Linked DNA regions of Mus musculus: region 1 is linked to region 2. Evidence: chromatin contacts called from public promoter capture Hi-C data. All regions are on one chromosome and are shown on one strand. Each heading gives the region's core, a stretch centred on a gene start, on an enhancer-like site or on the middle of the called end of the contact. The rest is flanking DNA. Distances are from core to core; before and after follow the strand shown. Region 1 overlaps Lima1 (LIM domain and actin binding 1). Region 2 overlaps Faim2 (Fas apoptotic inhibitory molecule 2).

Evidence for each region. Capture Hi-C pulls out chosen DNA fragments and counts their contacts.
Region 1: a promoter capture Hi-C map of adipose tissue shows a contact between it and region 2. The contact joins two enhancer-like sites. A contact is called at or near these places in 1 of 39 promoter capture datasets (hematopoietic stem and progenitor cells), 1 of 484 Hi-C or Micro-C datasets (nephron progenitors), 1 of 115 datasets of contacts at active chromatin or transcription factors (embryonic stem cells) and 2 of 9 other capture datasets (adipose tissue and embryonic stem cells).

The regions. Positions count from the first base shown.
Region 1 is chr15:99,820,672-99,827,369 of GRCm38.p6, forward strand. Lima1 (LIM domain and actin binding 1) reads right to left here. Exons shown (of 11, transcript NM_001113545.1): 3 at 6,121-6,166. The region is part of intron 1 of Gm17057 (a long non-coding RNA gene); the gene reads left to right. Among named protein-coding and RNA genes, the nearest start is that of Gm17057, 6.1 kb to the left of the region's middle. Within about 2 kb of position 4,815, at least 15 of the 459 cell types and tissues checked have an H3K27ac peak or open chromatin away from gene starts, as enhancers often do. A contact at or near this core is called in adipose tissue, where this site is marked.
Region 2 is chr15:99,505,748-99,513,152 of GRCm38.p6, forward strand. It overlaps Faim2 (Fas apoptotic inhibitory molecule 2), which reads right to left. Exons shown (of 12, transcript NM_028224.4): 9 at 7,034-7,121; 10 at 6,749-6,844; 11 at 4,835-4,888. Among named protein-coding and RNA genes, the nearest start is that of Faim2, 19 kb to the right of the region's middle. Within about 2 kb of position 5,139, at least 35 of the 459 cell types and tissues checked have an H3K27ac peak or open chromatin away from gene starts, as enhancers often do. A contact at or near this core is called in adipose tissue, where this site is marked.

The DNA.
Region 1 (6,698 bases), core at 3,565-6,064, 310 kb after region 2:
TCCATCCTCCTCTCTATTATTTATCTTTATCTACTTTGTAGCTATCTTGGAAAATGCACTATTTTACAGATCCTTTGCTTGAGAAATACACAGGCCTCATAAGAAAAGAGAGCCACCACCCACTTTGATACACAGAAGACATACATTTTCCCGCACACCTATGAGAACAGTTCACTTTCACTTGGGTCAAAAGTGATATAATGGATTGGAGATCAACCAGCGAGTCGTCAGTGACGTTGTAGAATAATAGTGGGAACATGCTTGTTGTAAAATTAGGCATCCTGCGCTTTCAAAGTCCTAATCAAACCAAACGCCACAAACTGCTAGTACCTTCTTACTCTCCATCCCTGCTGCCTGTGACTCCTCCGGGTTCCAAGTGGGAAAGAAAGGACAAACAGCCCAGGACTGGAGAGGTCAGAGAATTAGGGGATTAGCAGCTATATTGGGAATTAGGTCTCTGGCTCCTTCTTCTCTGAACACACTAAGAGCCACTTCACCACACAGCAGGGAGACATGGACAGAGTTACAGGAGACCTGATGGATCCTCAGATTTAAACCATGGCTAGAGGCTGCACATACAGCTCAGAGACGGAAGAAACACAAAAGGCTCCTGCCAGGTATGACTGCACAAATCCCAGTTTCCCAGTTACTCGTTTGGGAGGCTGTGGCAGGGGAATTACTTGAGGCCAGGGATTTAAGACTCACCCTATGCCAAAAAATAAAAATAAAAGGCATCCCCCAAAGCTAATGCTACAAGCAGCATTGCCAGACCTCTTCCCTCCCTCCTGCCACAGACCTGATGAATCATTCAGGTCTCTGCCTTCACTTGCCCTGCCTACTTGTCCTGCACAGGAGCCCTGAGAGGTAGAGACATATCCGCTTTGGTGACTGGACCCTACCTTGTTCAGACACACAGATCACTGCATTTTTACTGAAAAATGCTTTTCAATTAAAAAAAAAAAAGGAAATTATAAGTCAGAAAGATCCCATTTTGAGTGAATATAGTTAATGAGCATAGAAAAGCAGTCTAGAGGTCATCCAGATGTTTAGTCATTTACTTATGTGCACACGTTTGTGTGTGCGCGCGTGCACATGTGTATGTGCTCCTGTGTGGTGGCCAGAAGACAGCCTCACGTGTCATTCTTCAGGTACTACCTAACTTTTTTTTCCCTAAAGACAATCTCTCTCTCCCCTGGAACTCACTAAGTAGGCTAGGATACTGGCTGGACAATGACCTCAGGAATCATCCGGTCTCCAGCCTTCCCAGAATTGAGATTACAAGAAAGATTACAGCTAATTGTTTTTTTTTTTTTTTTTTTTTTTTAAATTTTAATTTCTTTTTTTTTTTTTTGAAAGATTTATTTATCTATTTATTATATGTAAGTACACTGTAGCTGTCTTCAGACACTCCAGAAGAGGGCGTCAGATCTCGTTATGGATGGTTGTGAGCCACCATGTGGTTGCTGGGATTTGAACTTCGGACCTTCGGAAGAGCAGTCGGGTGCTCTTACCCACTGAGCCATCTCACCAGCCCCCTTTTTTTTTTTTTTTTTTTTTTTTTTTTTTAAATTTTAATTTCTTTTTTTTTTTTTTTGAAAGATTTATTTATCTATTTATTATATGTAAGTACACTGTAGCTGTCTTCAGACACTCCAGAAGAGGGCGTCAGATCTCGTTATGGATGGTTGTGAGCCACCATGTGGTTGCTGGGATTTGAACTTCGGACCTTCGGAAGAGCAGTCGGGTGCTCTTACCCACTGAGCCATCTCACCAGCCCCCTTTTTTTTTTTTTTTTTTTTAAATTTTAATTTCTTTTTTTTTTTTTTGAAAGATTTATTTATCTATTTATTATATGTAAGTACACTGTAGCTGTCTTCAGACACTCCAGAAGAGGGCGTCAGATCTCGTTATGGATGGTTGTGAGCCACCATGTGGTTGCTGGGATTTGAACTTCGGACCTTCGGAAGCAGCTAATTGTTTTTTAAACAAGGATTCTAGGGGTCGAAGTCCAAGCCCCCGAATCTGCAAGGCCAGCACGCTGCTGAGCTGCCTCCCGAGGGATCCACTCATAGCTTTGTGCTCTCCTTTTGTAATAAATATGTTTAAACGTGTGACAACCGGGAGGACAAACCGAAGCTCTTTATCACCTTCACCGCACAACAAACACTTTCACAGAGACATAAATACAAGTCACGGCTCCTATGAGCAGTGTGAAAACTCAGCTCTGCCTATGATGAGCAGAAAGGGGATTGGGTGGCAAAGTACCAGTGTCCCAAACAAGGAGAGGTGTGATGGAGGACATCCTGTTGAGAGAGAGAGCATCATCTTCAGAGAGAGAAAGCATGCTCTTTTATTGAAAAGTGTTCCCTCCTCTTCCTCCTCCTCTTTTTTTGAGACAGTTTCTCTGTGTAGCCCTAGCTGACTTGGAACTCACTCTGTAGACCAGGCTGGCTTTGAACTCAGAAACCCACCCTTGTACCACCTCACCTGTCTCTCTTCTTCATCTTCTCTTTTATAACCTGTGTAACCTGTGTCTATTACCTGCATTCAGATGACTGCCCCCCCCCCACCCCCCCAATGCTTACGAGTGATAGAAAGTTAATTGCTCCTCTGGTTCTTAACTGTATCATCGTTTTTCTTTCTTGTGGTGCATAAGTGTAAAAGAATGTATCTGATAGTCAGAGTGTAAACTCCAGTGTGAGGCTCCACAGCCGCAGAATGGTCATTCTATCTCTGTAGCAGTGTGCAGACTTGGGTCTGCTTAATTTCAGTATGTGTTCCTCTTTCAAAACTGAATTTGATTAAGCAAAGAGGTGCCCCTGCTAGAAAGGAAGTGAAGGACTGCAAACCCAGCACTGGAGACAGAGAGGTCACGGTATGCTTTTAGCTAACGCGTGAGACTGTATCTAAGAAACAGATTAAAAAAAAAAAAAACAGTAACAAAAACAAAACCCAGGAAGCCAAGCATATTGATGCACACTTGTGAGCCCAGTGCTGGGGAGGTCAAACAGGGAGGTCCCTGGGCTCGCTGGCCAGCTAGGCTAGTGTAACTGGTGAGTGCCACGTGGGTGGGGCCCCAGCAGGAGCAGCACCTAATGTGTTCTGGCCTTCACATGTATGGGCACGTGTGTGCACATATACAACACGCATGTGCACATAGGTGAACATATTCAAACAAACATACATCTACACACACATACTCAGCCCACCTCCCCAATCAGAACACATTAAAAAAAATGGCCTCTTAAAGGTGCAGCTTCAAGAGTGTTGAGAGAGATGTGGAGAAGCCCAAGGCAGTGTGGGCTGACCCGTCATTAAAAACCCCACACCCATAAACCATCCCTGAGAGTGAGACCCAGGCCATGGCCCAGTCTTTAGGACTAGGGGCGAGCCGAGATAGGGAAGAGAAGAGTTACACCACAGAAATCATCAATAAAGTCAAAAATGAAAGGAACGTTAGGCTGAGAGGCCTGGCTTGACCGTCGATCGGATAGCTGCTTACATAGATAACCTGCATCCTCCTTCTCTGTATTCTCTACAAGTAACGAGTGTTATCTGCATACGCTACCCCCATCCAGCCATGTGACTTTGGACAAGTTGTCCAGTTTCTATAAACTATTATAGACTATTTCTATAAACTATAAATTCTGTAGCTACTGTACCCTTTATATTGAGCCTTTGTTCATGTATACAATATAGCGTTTGACATCAGCAGGCTTCTGGAAAGTAGTGATGATATTATTAAATGAGCATGGCCAGGCTTGGTGGCACAGGCCTGTAATCCCAGCTACTGGGGGGTGGGGGGTGGCACAGATGGTTACCAGTTAAAGGCCTACTTGGGTTACAGAGTGACTTCAAGACTAGCTAGAACTGGAACTGGAGTTAGACATCTGTCTGTAAGCTACCGTGTAGGTGCTGGGAATTGAACCTGGGTCCTCTGGAAGAGCAGCCAGTGCTCTTAACTGCTGAGCCATCTCTCTCAGTTCTTGATTCACTTGTTGATCTTAAGAAAGTACCTCAGAGCTGGTGGTGATTGTGTGGTGGCGAATACCTGTAGTTCCAGTGGAGTTCAGGGCTAATTCTGACTATAATGAGTTCAAAGCCAATCTAGGCCACATAAAACCCTATAATAAGACACTGGAAAATTAAAGAAAGGAAGGAAGACAGATAGACAGACAGACAGAAAGACCAGCCATATATGAAACAGATCCAGAGCTGATTACATCTCGATCGGGCTGTTCTCACTACAATACTACCGCTGCAGTACAATTCACAATCTTTTCAAAATCATTACAGTCCTTTCTTTTAAGACAGCCTTGGGCTGGAGAGATGGCTCAGTGGTTAAGAGCACTGACTGCTCTTCCAAAGGTCCTGAGTTCAAATCCCAGCAACCACATGGTGGCTCACGACCATCCGTAATGAGATCTGATGCCCTCTTCTGGTGCGTCTGAAGACAGTGTACTTACACATGATAATAAATAAATCTTTGAGATTCAGTTCCTCAATTCCTAGCTCAGGCTGCCTTGAACGCACTATGTAGCTAAGAATGACCCTGAACTTCTGACCCTCCTGCCCCCTCCCCAATGCTGGGACTGCATCTCCATGCCTTGCTGGCTGCCTCTGCATCCCCATCGCTGTCCTGAGTTGCTCTGCCTGCTTCTGCCTTTGTTCCTTGGCAGTTTAAGCTGGGTCACGTCAGCCCTTCGCACATTTCCCCAAAGGCCTGTTTTTCTTTGGACTAAAGCTCCAACCTTCCCAAGGATTCTGAAGCCCTTTCTCTTTCTAGTCCTCCAATGTCCAACATGACTTCTCCTTGGGACATTTACATGTATGGTTCTTTCTGTCTGACTTTTTCCTTGGCTCATGACCTCAGCTCTGGGTTACTTAAGTCCCCCAAGAGAGGGCCACACCTAAACTACCCTTTACCCTTTCTGCTGCTTTAAGCCAATAGTTGCTAACTGACGTGTGTGTGTGTGTGTGTGTGTGTGTGTGTGTGTGTGTGTGTGTGTGTGTGTGCATGTGTGTCCTTGTTTCCTCCACTTGAATGAAAATGCCTGAGAAGATGTAGTCCATATTTTTAATGTCTAGAACAGTGCTTAGCACATAGATGCCCTACAAAAAACGTGTTAATTAAATGGGTAAAAGGAAAAATAGGGACGAGAGAGAAGGCGAAAGCAGCCGGCTGTAGAGCAGCTAATGGTGCTTTTTTCTTTCATTCTGTTTTTGTATTTTTGGTTTTTTGACAGGGTATTATACTGCAAGCAAGGCTGGTCTAGAACTCATGTCGCTCAGGTAGGCCTTAAATTTACACCAATCCTCCTGCCTCAGCTTTCTGAGTTCTAGGATTATTAGCATGAATCATCACCATCAAAGGCTTTTTTTTTCCCCCTGTTAATGCACCAGGAAGCTCAACTTTGAAATCACAGGAAGATTAAGCTGGAGACCCAGTTAATACTGCTCCCCAGAGAGACCAAACCAACAGGCAAGTGCTAGGCACCCATCTAAGCTACGCTCCTTTGACACTAAATCCTTCAGAGCTAAGGCCCAGGGACTTCTCTCCCTGAGTTCAAACTCAGCCTGGGTGCAGAGTGAGACTCCATCCTAGAAAAAGACAAAGGATCTGGCCCAGCTGGAAGTCACAGCAGGGAGAGAATGGACTGGCAGGGGGCTTGAGCACACCCCCCCCCCGCCCCCCCACTCAGGCAGCTGGGAAACACACTAACCAGACTGGGCCAGCTTCAAGCAAAGCACCAGGCAGATAAACACAGTTGCAGAGTTTCCTTTCAAAGGCAGATTCTTCCATTTGGAGGCAGAGATGGTGGCACCTGCTCTCCTTTGGTGGGCACTTCATTAAGCTTAGCAAAGCATTTGGCCCTCCATCCTTTTTTCTTAGTTACAGTAAGGGGGGGGTTGGGAGTGGCGCCCAAAAGTAAAACATTGAAACTCAGACTCCCTGCACCTAAGCCAACTTCTCCCAGCAAATGGCTTGCCATCAGACCAAATGACACAAACGTCCAGCTCAGCTGTCACGGAGAGGAGCGCAAGCGCCACTGAGGGGCAGGTGGCTAGGCCACGCAGACTGCTTGAGCTCTACATGCCCTGGGGCCTCTGAGTACTTACATTTTTCTTCCTTTCCATGTTGGCTTCTTCAGCAGCCTTCTGGTACCTTCAGAGAGGGGAGAGAAGCGATATTTTCAGGTTAAACTTGGCTCTTACTCCTTTCGTTTTTAGAAACCTATTTTGCAGACCTGTTTCTGCCAGCTTTTGTCTTTCACCAAGTCTCCCAGGAGTGGCATAGAACCACAGCGCCCACACTTGATGGGCCCTGGATGGTCACATGCTCTGCTAGAACACGACGAAACAGAAGGATGAGATCACGTGAGAAAACGCTGCAGAGGGTACGGGGTGTAGACGACGGAGCTCAGTTGCTTACCCAACACCGCACAGCTCTGGGCTCCATCCCGGCACTGTACAAACTAGACATGCACTGGATGTCCTGGCAGTAAGGTTAGGGTCAGGTGTTCAAGGGCATCCTCAGCTACACTGAGTTTGAGGGCCAACCTGTACTACATAAGACCCCAAAACCAAACAAAAAACCAAAGCCCTTGGAATTAGTAGTCAACTACAAACAGCATCCCATGAATTCTATTGCACAGACCTCCCCCCCCCCCCCACATTTGGTGACGTCTCTGAAATCT
Region 2 (7,405 bases), core at 3,889-6,388:
GCTTAAGACACAGGGCTCTTACATGTGTCATGGCATGCAAGGGCCTGTCTTCCCATCTCTAAGCAAAAGGGCCCACCCATGGACGCTCTCAACTATTCTTTATGTAACTTTCAAGATGATCCCAACCAAGACTTTTTGGTGCACTAATTGAATGAGACATTTGGGGGTCACTGGGCACCAAAGTGCCTCCTCCCTGTGACTCACAGGAGGCAGCGGGGACAGTGCACACTCAGCTCTGAGACTGGCCATCCCAGCACCTCAGATCCCTGCCCCCACTCACTCCTCGGGCATCCATTCACCCCACAAGCCCCCAGGGGTGTCTGCTGTGTATGAGGTTGTTCTGGGAGCCGGGGCTACATCAACGCACAAGCCAGAGTGGTTGGTGAGCCTCGCCCTCAGGGAGTTAACTTCCCCTTGAGTCGGAAAACCAAACAGATCAGAAAAACCCAGAGGAAGAGATAGGGTCTCCAGAGCTAGGACTCCGGGGAGGAGGGAGCAGCCACTCAGCGGTGGGCGAAGGAAAACAAAGCACAGAAGGAAGAGAAGGAAAAGCTGGGAGGGTCTCAGGACGGAGGAGCAGATCCTTGCGTGATCCTGGGTGTGGAAGGAGCCACTCAGCCTAGGCAACAAGGGGTGCAGCAGAGTTGGAGAGAGGAGTTCAAAGGGGGTCTGTGGGGAGCAACCACCTGCTGGATGTGAAGCAGGGGATCCCCACCCCTGCCTGCTGTCTGGACCAGAGACAGGGGGCACAGCAGGGGAAGCTGCAGGGAGCATCACAACAAGCCAGGTGGCATGGGGAAAGAAGGGCCACAAAGCTTAGCAGGGCGCTTAGGCTCTAGAGCAGAGGTAGAGCCATGAGACCTGCTGCCGAATGAGTCTGACGTGTAGGGTGTCGGGAAGGGAGAGGCTGCCGAGGAATTTGCCTTGAGTGGGGAACTCCGAGAGAAGCCGTGGGAAGGACACAGAGTCAGAGGGACCCAGGCAAAAGAAGTGGCTTGCACGTTAGTGAGGGTAAAGGGTCAGTCAGATTTCAAATGGGCGCACTGACGACACAACTGGACATTCTAGTCTGGAACTCAGACACTAGGGCCGGAGACATAAATCCACAGTCATCAGCATGAAGCATAAAATCCAAAGCATTAGCCAGGCAGTGGTGGCGCAAGCCTTTAATCCTAGCACTTGGGAGGCAGAGGCAGGTGGATTTCTGAGTTCGAGGCCAGCCTGGTCTACAAAGTGAGTTCCAGGACAGCCAGGGCCACACAGAGAAACCCTGTCTCAAAAAACCAAAAACCAAACCAAACCAAACCAAACCAAAACAAACCAAAACAAAACAAAAAAAACCCCAAAGCATTGGGCCCGACTGGGGTCCTGAGGGAAGACGATGGAAAGACTCAGGGACCCAGGCAAGCCACCATGGGGCCGTCTAACCAAAACCCAGGAGCCAGAGGCCTAGGGGGTGCTTCTGCTGAGTTAGGCCAAGGAGGGCTCAGACTGCCTGCTGGGTTTGTCCCCATGGAGGTTACTGGTGAACTGAATAGCACTGCATTCTGCAGAGTTCTCGGTGGACTGGGGATGAAGCTCCATAGCAGAGCTCACACTCTGCGTGCACAGAGCCCTGGCTGCATGGAAAAGGCACACAAGAGAGTATGGGAACAGACAACTGGGGGGAGGGGGCACTGGGGTGGGGTGGGGCATTGTGGGAAATGAACAGAGATTCCTAAGGAAGTTTTTTGTTTTGTTTTTTTTTTTTTTTTTTTTTTTTTGCTATATCTGGGCAAGAGCTTTAGGGAGATGTGGGTTAAGAGTATTTTGTGGGCTTTATGTTCCTTTAGATGGGAGAAATCACAGTATGTTTCCATGCTGACACAAGAATCTAGCAGAGAAGTCAACACATGAAACACATGATGATGAAGATGGTGGTTGTTGGTGATGACGATGGTGGTGGTGGTGATGAAGAGGACAGAGGAGGTTTATCCTCTCCCCAGGTGACCACAGAGGCACTGGACACCAGTTTCAGGACACCTTGGCCCTGGGTCACCTGGGCCTGGACCTGTGCTTAACTGGCTGCGAGACTTTACCAAATTCACAATTTAACACCCAAGGCCTCGAGTGTGCAAGGCAGTTCTTAGAACAATGTCAGCCTTGCCTCCTTCCCTGTGTTGTAGTAAGACGTAACGAAGCAATAAGCATGAAAATGTTATACAGAGAGCTATGGGTGGGACAGGCGGCCGGGATTATTCTTATTATTCTAATAACACGAGGGATTATTGAACAGATTCAAAGGCTTAGCATCCAGCCAACCCTACCTGCCTTCACGCTTGCTGCAACCTGACCCTCAGGAAGCAAAGTGCACGCCCTGGTCCTCCACAGGCTGTCTTCCAACTCCACCGGCTTCCCTTGCTCGGGCCTGCCTCTTCTGCTCCCTGCCATGGCTGCTCTCTGCAGCCTCCTGATACTACTGCCCGGGGCTGGTGGCCCTGATTTCTGCTCTCTTCCTTTCTCCCATGCCGATCCCCCTCCAATTCTCTGAGATTGCTCTTTTGCTTGAGAAAATATGACGTGGAAGGAGGAACACTGGTCCAGGAGTCAGGAGAAGTGGGTATCCTGGGGTAAGTGGGTATCCTGGGGTAAACAGCCATCTCACTTTATTTAGGACGTAGGGTTCCCAAGAAGTGGGGTTCCCCACTGACACAGGGAATGTGTAACCTGGCAGCCGAGTCTTGAGCCATACTTGTTGACTTGCGGGGAACCTTACACCAGTGGTTCTCAGCCTTTCGAATGCTGCGGCCCTTTACTGCAGTTCCTTCTGTGATTGTAACCCCCTACCCCAACACAAAATTATTTCCATTGCTACTTCATAACTGTAACCTTGCTACTGTTTTGAATCATGATGTAAGTATCTGATACACAGGAAATCTCTTATAGTTGACCCTCATTAAAGGGTCGTTCAACCCCCAAAGGGCCCGTGACCCACAGGTTGAGAACCACTGTCTCAGCCTATTCGTCTGATCTATCTAGATGTTGGTTTTCACACCCGTAAGAGGGGGTTTGCTGTGTCTAGCTCTTCTGGTCCTTATGTTCCTTGACTAGGTGGCCTTGGGCCATTTAACAATATTCACCCAGTGCTTCTGGTAATCATGAAGAGACCCACAGGGAGCCGCCACAGACCTGACATATTCACCCAAACACTGTTCTTCCTCCACCCAAACAGGGCTCTTAGTTCTGACCAAGACTTCTGGGCAGGTAGCAAAGCACTTCACACATAGTAGATGCTCAATAAAGACCCATGAATGATGAGCCCCTAAGCCCAGCACAGCTCTACCCTGCCTTGACCCTTGTCTGACCTCACTTCTCTCACCTGTCATGTTCCCCTTGATACCTGACAGAGAGGATGACTGGATGGCTCTGCCCATCCTCTGCCCAAGTCCCAGCCAGGAGAAGTTCCTTCTCTCTTAGGGACCTCAGGGACTGGAAATGGCACCAAATAGGCACAGTGCAACTGAGGCTTGGTCCCAGATCTGACCGTTACTGACAACTCTGTAACCCTAGGGCTTCCGATGAAGAAGGTGCTTGGCTTTGCTTACTTTCAGACAGGGTCCCCTGTGGCCTCAAACTCTCTTAAGTAGCCAAGAATGACTCTGAACTTCTAATCCTCCTGCCTCCTCTTCCCAGATGCTAGTTTTATGGGTGAGTACCGCCATGGTGGGTGGGTGGAGAATGGATGAGGCAATTCTTACATCAGCGCTGTCTACCTCACGGGATACGTTGGACATTCTTTGAGTCTCTGGAATTTGTGATAAACCTGGGACTGTAGCTACTTAGTGTAGTTGAGCAAACGAAGAGAGAAAGAGAGAGAGAGAGAGAGAGAGAGAGAGAGAGAGAGAGAGAGAGAGATCCAGCCATTGATTCACTGGCAAGAGATATCTCTTTGCATGGCTTCCCATGATGTCATGGACACCTGGCGTGTCTCTTGGGTGTTCCTGAGGCACATATTCAGGTGCTTGGGGTCCACCTGACTCAAGGATATGTGGGGCTGCCTTGGGCAGGCATCTGTCCATCTTTGGCCACGTAGCCTGGGTATCTGCTTCTAGGCACTTTCCACCCGGCCTCTGGAACCAGATATCCAAGTTCCCAGCTTGATCCTACCATGTCCTAAAATGACCTCAATACGTTATCTGACATCTCTGGACTTCCTCTTCACTGTGATCGCAGAAGAGTGGGACCTATCTGCTAGGTGTGGTGTGTGAATTAAGAACAAAAGAGAGCCGGCTGAGGGACAGTGAGTGCTGGATAAATATTAGCTGAGCCCCAGGTGTGGTGCATGCCTATAATACCAGGCTCTAGACACTGAGGTGGGAGGATCGAAAGTTCAAGGCCACTTTGTTTATAAAAGACAAATAAGTATATACGTACGTAAAGAAGTGAATTAGCTATCACTGTTAACTGAATTTGGTAAGAACAGCAAAGAAAGAGGTCCTTCTGATGGAGACTTTCGCCAGGTATGGGAATCTTCCCAGACTGCTCTAGGATTTACTAATTTGGTCCCCACAGCCAGATATCCCTGTGCTCTGCCAGAATGACCCGTCTTCTTAGTCCTGGTCACCTAATCCCCTCTGGCCACCAGCTTCTACCCTGATGTTCTCCTGATGTTGCCCTGCTCAGAGAGTCTATCTTGGACACAAGACAGAATTCCCTGCCTGAGCACGGCACCAGCCCTACCCTAGGATGCTGCCGAAAGGTTCCATAGAGACCATAAGGAAGACACAGGGTGGAAGGGTCTGAGGAGAGAATCACAAAGCTGAGATGGTGGCCCCAGGAGCTGGGCCAAACTCACCAACGTGAACACACCCGCTCCCAGTACAGCATAGACCGCGTGGAGCCAGGGGACCTGTGGGAGAGGAAAGATTGGCTTAGCACACAGCTGGCTGGCGGAGGTGCCAGAAGTTGGGGCAGGGCTCAGTCCTGAGAATGGAAGAACAGGGGTAGCTCCTCTCTAAGAAGGCCGGGTCTGAGAGAGGCTGTGATTCTTGGGGAGCTCCCAGTGGTTCCCACAGGGGCTTCCCACAGACCTGACATGTCTTTCCTTGGAGCACAGCCCCAGGCTCAGGCTGGCCAAGTGCGACTCATCCTGTTTGCCAGTCATTCCCTCAGCCTGGGTCTGGCTCTAGGCTCCTCCTCAGGTTGCCAAATCATCCCTGCTCTATCTGGGGTCTGTCTGTTCCTCACAGAGAGCTCTCTGTCTCTGCCTTGGAAGCAAGAGCTCAGGTGGAGGGGCTGGAGAGACGGACGGCTCAGTGGTTGAGAGCACTGACTGCTCTTCCGAAGGTCCTGAGTTCAAATCCCAGCTCACAACCATCTGTAATGAGCTGTCTTCAGACACACCCCTCTTCTGGTGTGTCTGAAGACAGCTACAGTGTACTTACATAAAATAAATATATTATTTGTGTAATATAATATTTATAATATAATAAAACATTTGTATAATATAATAATAAATAAATCTTTGGCCCGGAGAGAGCAGGGCTGGAGTGAGCAGAGGTCCTGAATTCAATTCCCAGCAATCACATGATGGCTCACAATGGTATGCTCATAAACATAAAATAAAAATAAATTTTGGGAAAAAAAAAGAGCTCAGGTGGAAAAAGTCAGCCAGGGTGGGTATGGAAGTGGAGGCATCTGGAGTCTCTGCCAGAGGGCCATGATGGCCCTGCCTCTGGAGGCCAGAGCAGCACCTTTCCGGCCTGTGCTCACCCCCACTGTGAACGCAAACAGTCACAAGTATAAGGTGCATTACCCTTTGTGGATCCCTTCCAGAAACCTTTCTAGAAGGTTCCTGGAAACAAAGGCATCCCATCAGCTCAACGTGGGTCAATAAAGGGTGCTTTGAAGTTCTAGGACTCCTTCCTGTAGCCCCCTCCCATCCTAGAGACACAGAGGCCCCCAGGCCAGCTCTGGCCCCTCCCTTCGTCAACAGGATCCTGGGAAGAGCCAAGGAGTCAATCTAGACATCCTAGACTTGATGCCAACTGCCCAGAGGCTGGGGCTGGGCAGCATGGAAGTGTGTTAGAGGGGATAAGGAATACCCTCCAACCCTGGCAGACAAGAGGCCATGGGAGACCAGCTACCGGATGTGGCCGGAGAGAATATTGTTGAGTCCCTAATAGATCCAACTAGTTCTTTCCTGTGTTCTTAGGATTTGAACCACCTGTCACGTCTCCAATCTGTTCCCCAGCATTGGTGGCTTCAGCTCCTACCCAGTAGGCACTCCTTTGGGCAGGCAGGATGCCAATCGGAGTCCCTGGAAGAGCCCTCCGGTGGGTGGGCATTTGTGAGATGGGGTGGGGAATCTGCTCCTACGCCGCCGTGGTCAATTCCCCTCCTGCACGGCTAGCCAAATTCTGCCTCTTTGGACTTAGCTGGTCCCCCAGGAGTGCCCCTGAGCCTGCAGGACCCTGGAGCCACATTGTATCTTTCTCAGCTACAGTCCCCCTCCCCCATCCTCCACCTGCAGGAGATGGCCGGGAAAGTGAAGCCGGATGCGGCTCATGGAGCTGGGCAGGTGCCCAGGCCTGCCAAGAAAAGCCTCCTTGTTTGCTTGCCCATGCTGCTAACACACCCGGGGGCAGGTGCCAGGAGGGCCAGGGTGGCAGGCCATGAGGCTTTGGCCCTGGGTGGCCCTGCTGGGGTAGGAGAGCATGCACCTTGGGTTATCTCCACCTCCCTCAAGGACTGGTAGGCTGAGACTCACGTATTGGAAGGGCAGGAGGACAGCGAGGAGGAGTCCACTGAAGAAGAGGGTCATGAGCAGCACAAACAGCACACCCTGACAGGAGGTGAAGTCAAACTGCGGGGACACAGGGGATCGTCAGCACCGGGCCTCAGCAGAGACCCGCAAATTCTGCACTCACCCCCATAACCCAATGTAACCCCAATGTAGCATCCCCAGACCCAACTCAGGCCTCTGCCTCTCCTCGGCCCCACATAGACCCTCTGGCCCCCGTGCCCTTCCCTGCCTACAGGCTCCAGGGCTGACCTTGGTCTGGAAACTGAAGATGGTGACCGAGAGGCAGACGAGAGCCGTGATGACCAGGCACAGCAGCACAGATGTGGTGTTGTAGTAACTGGAGACAGGCAGGCGTTCATCAGTAGGATTCCTTCTCCCCATCCCTCCTTTCAGGGGACAGCCCTTTCCTGCCGGGAAGCTGACCTCATGACCCACGTTCCCAGGGCTTCCAGCTTCCAGGGCTTCTCTGTCACTCACTACTGGGGTGAAGCTCCCCAATAGGCAGAGCGGGATGAGTTTATGGTGGTGTATGAGGGCAGTCTACACCACAAGGAGCCCAGGGCTTTAAAGTCACTTCCTGGATGACATCATCTTCCTCGACACCATCCCTTACCCCAACCC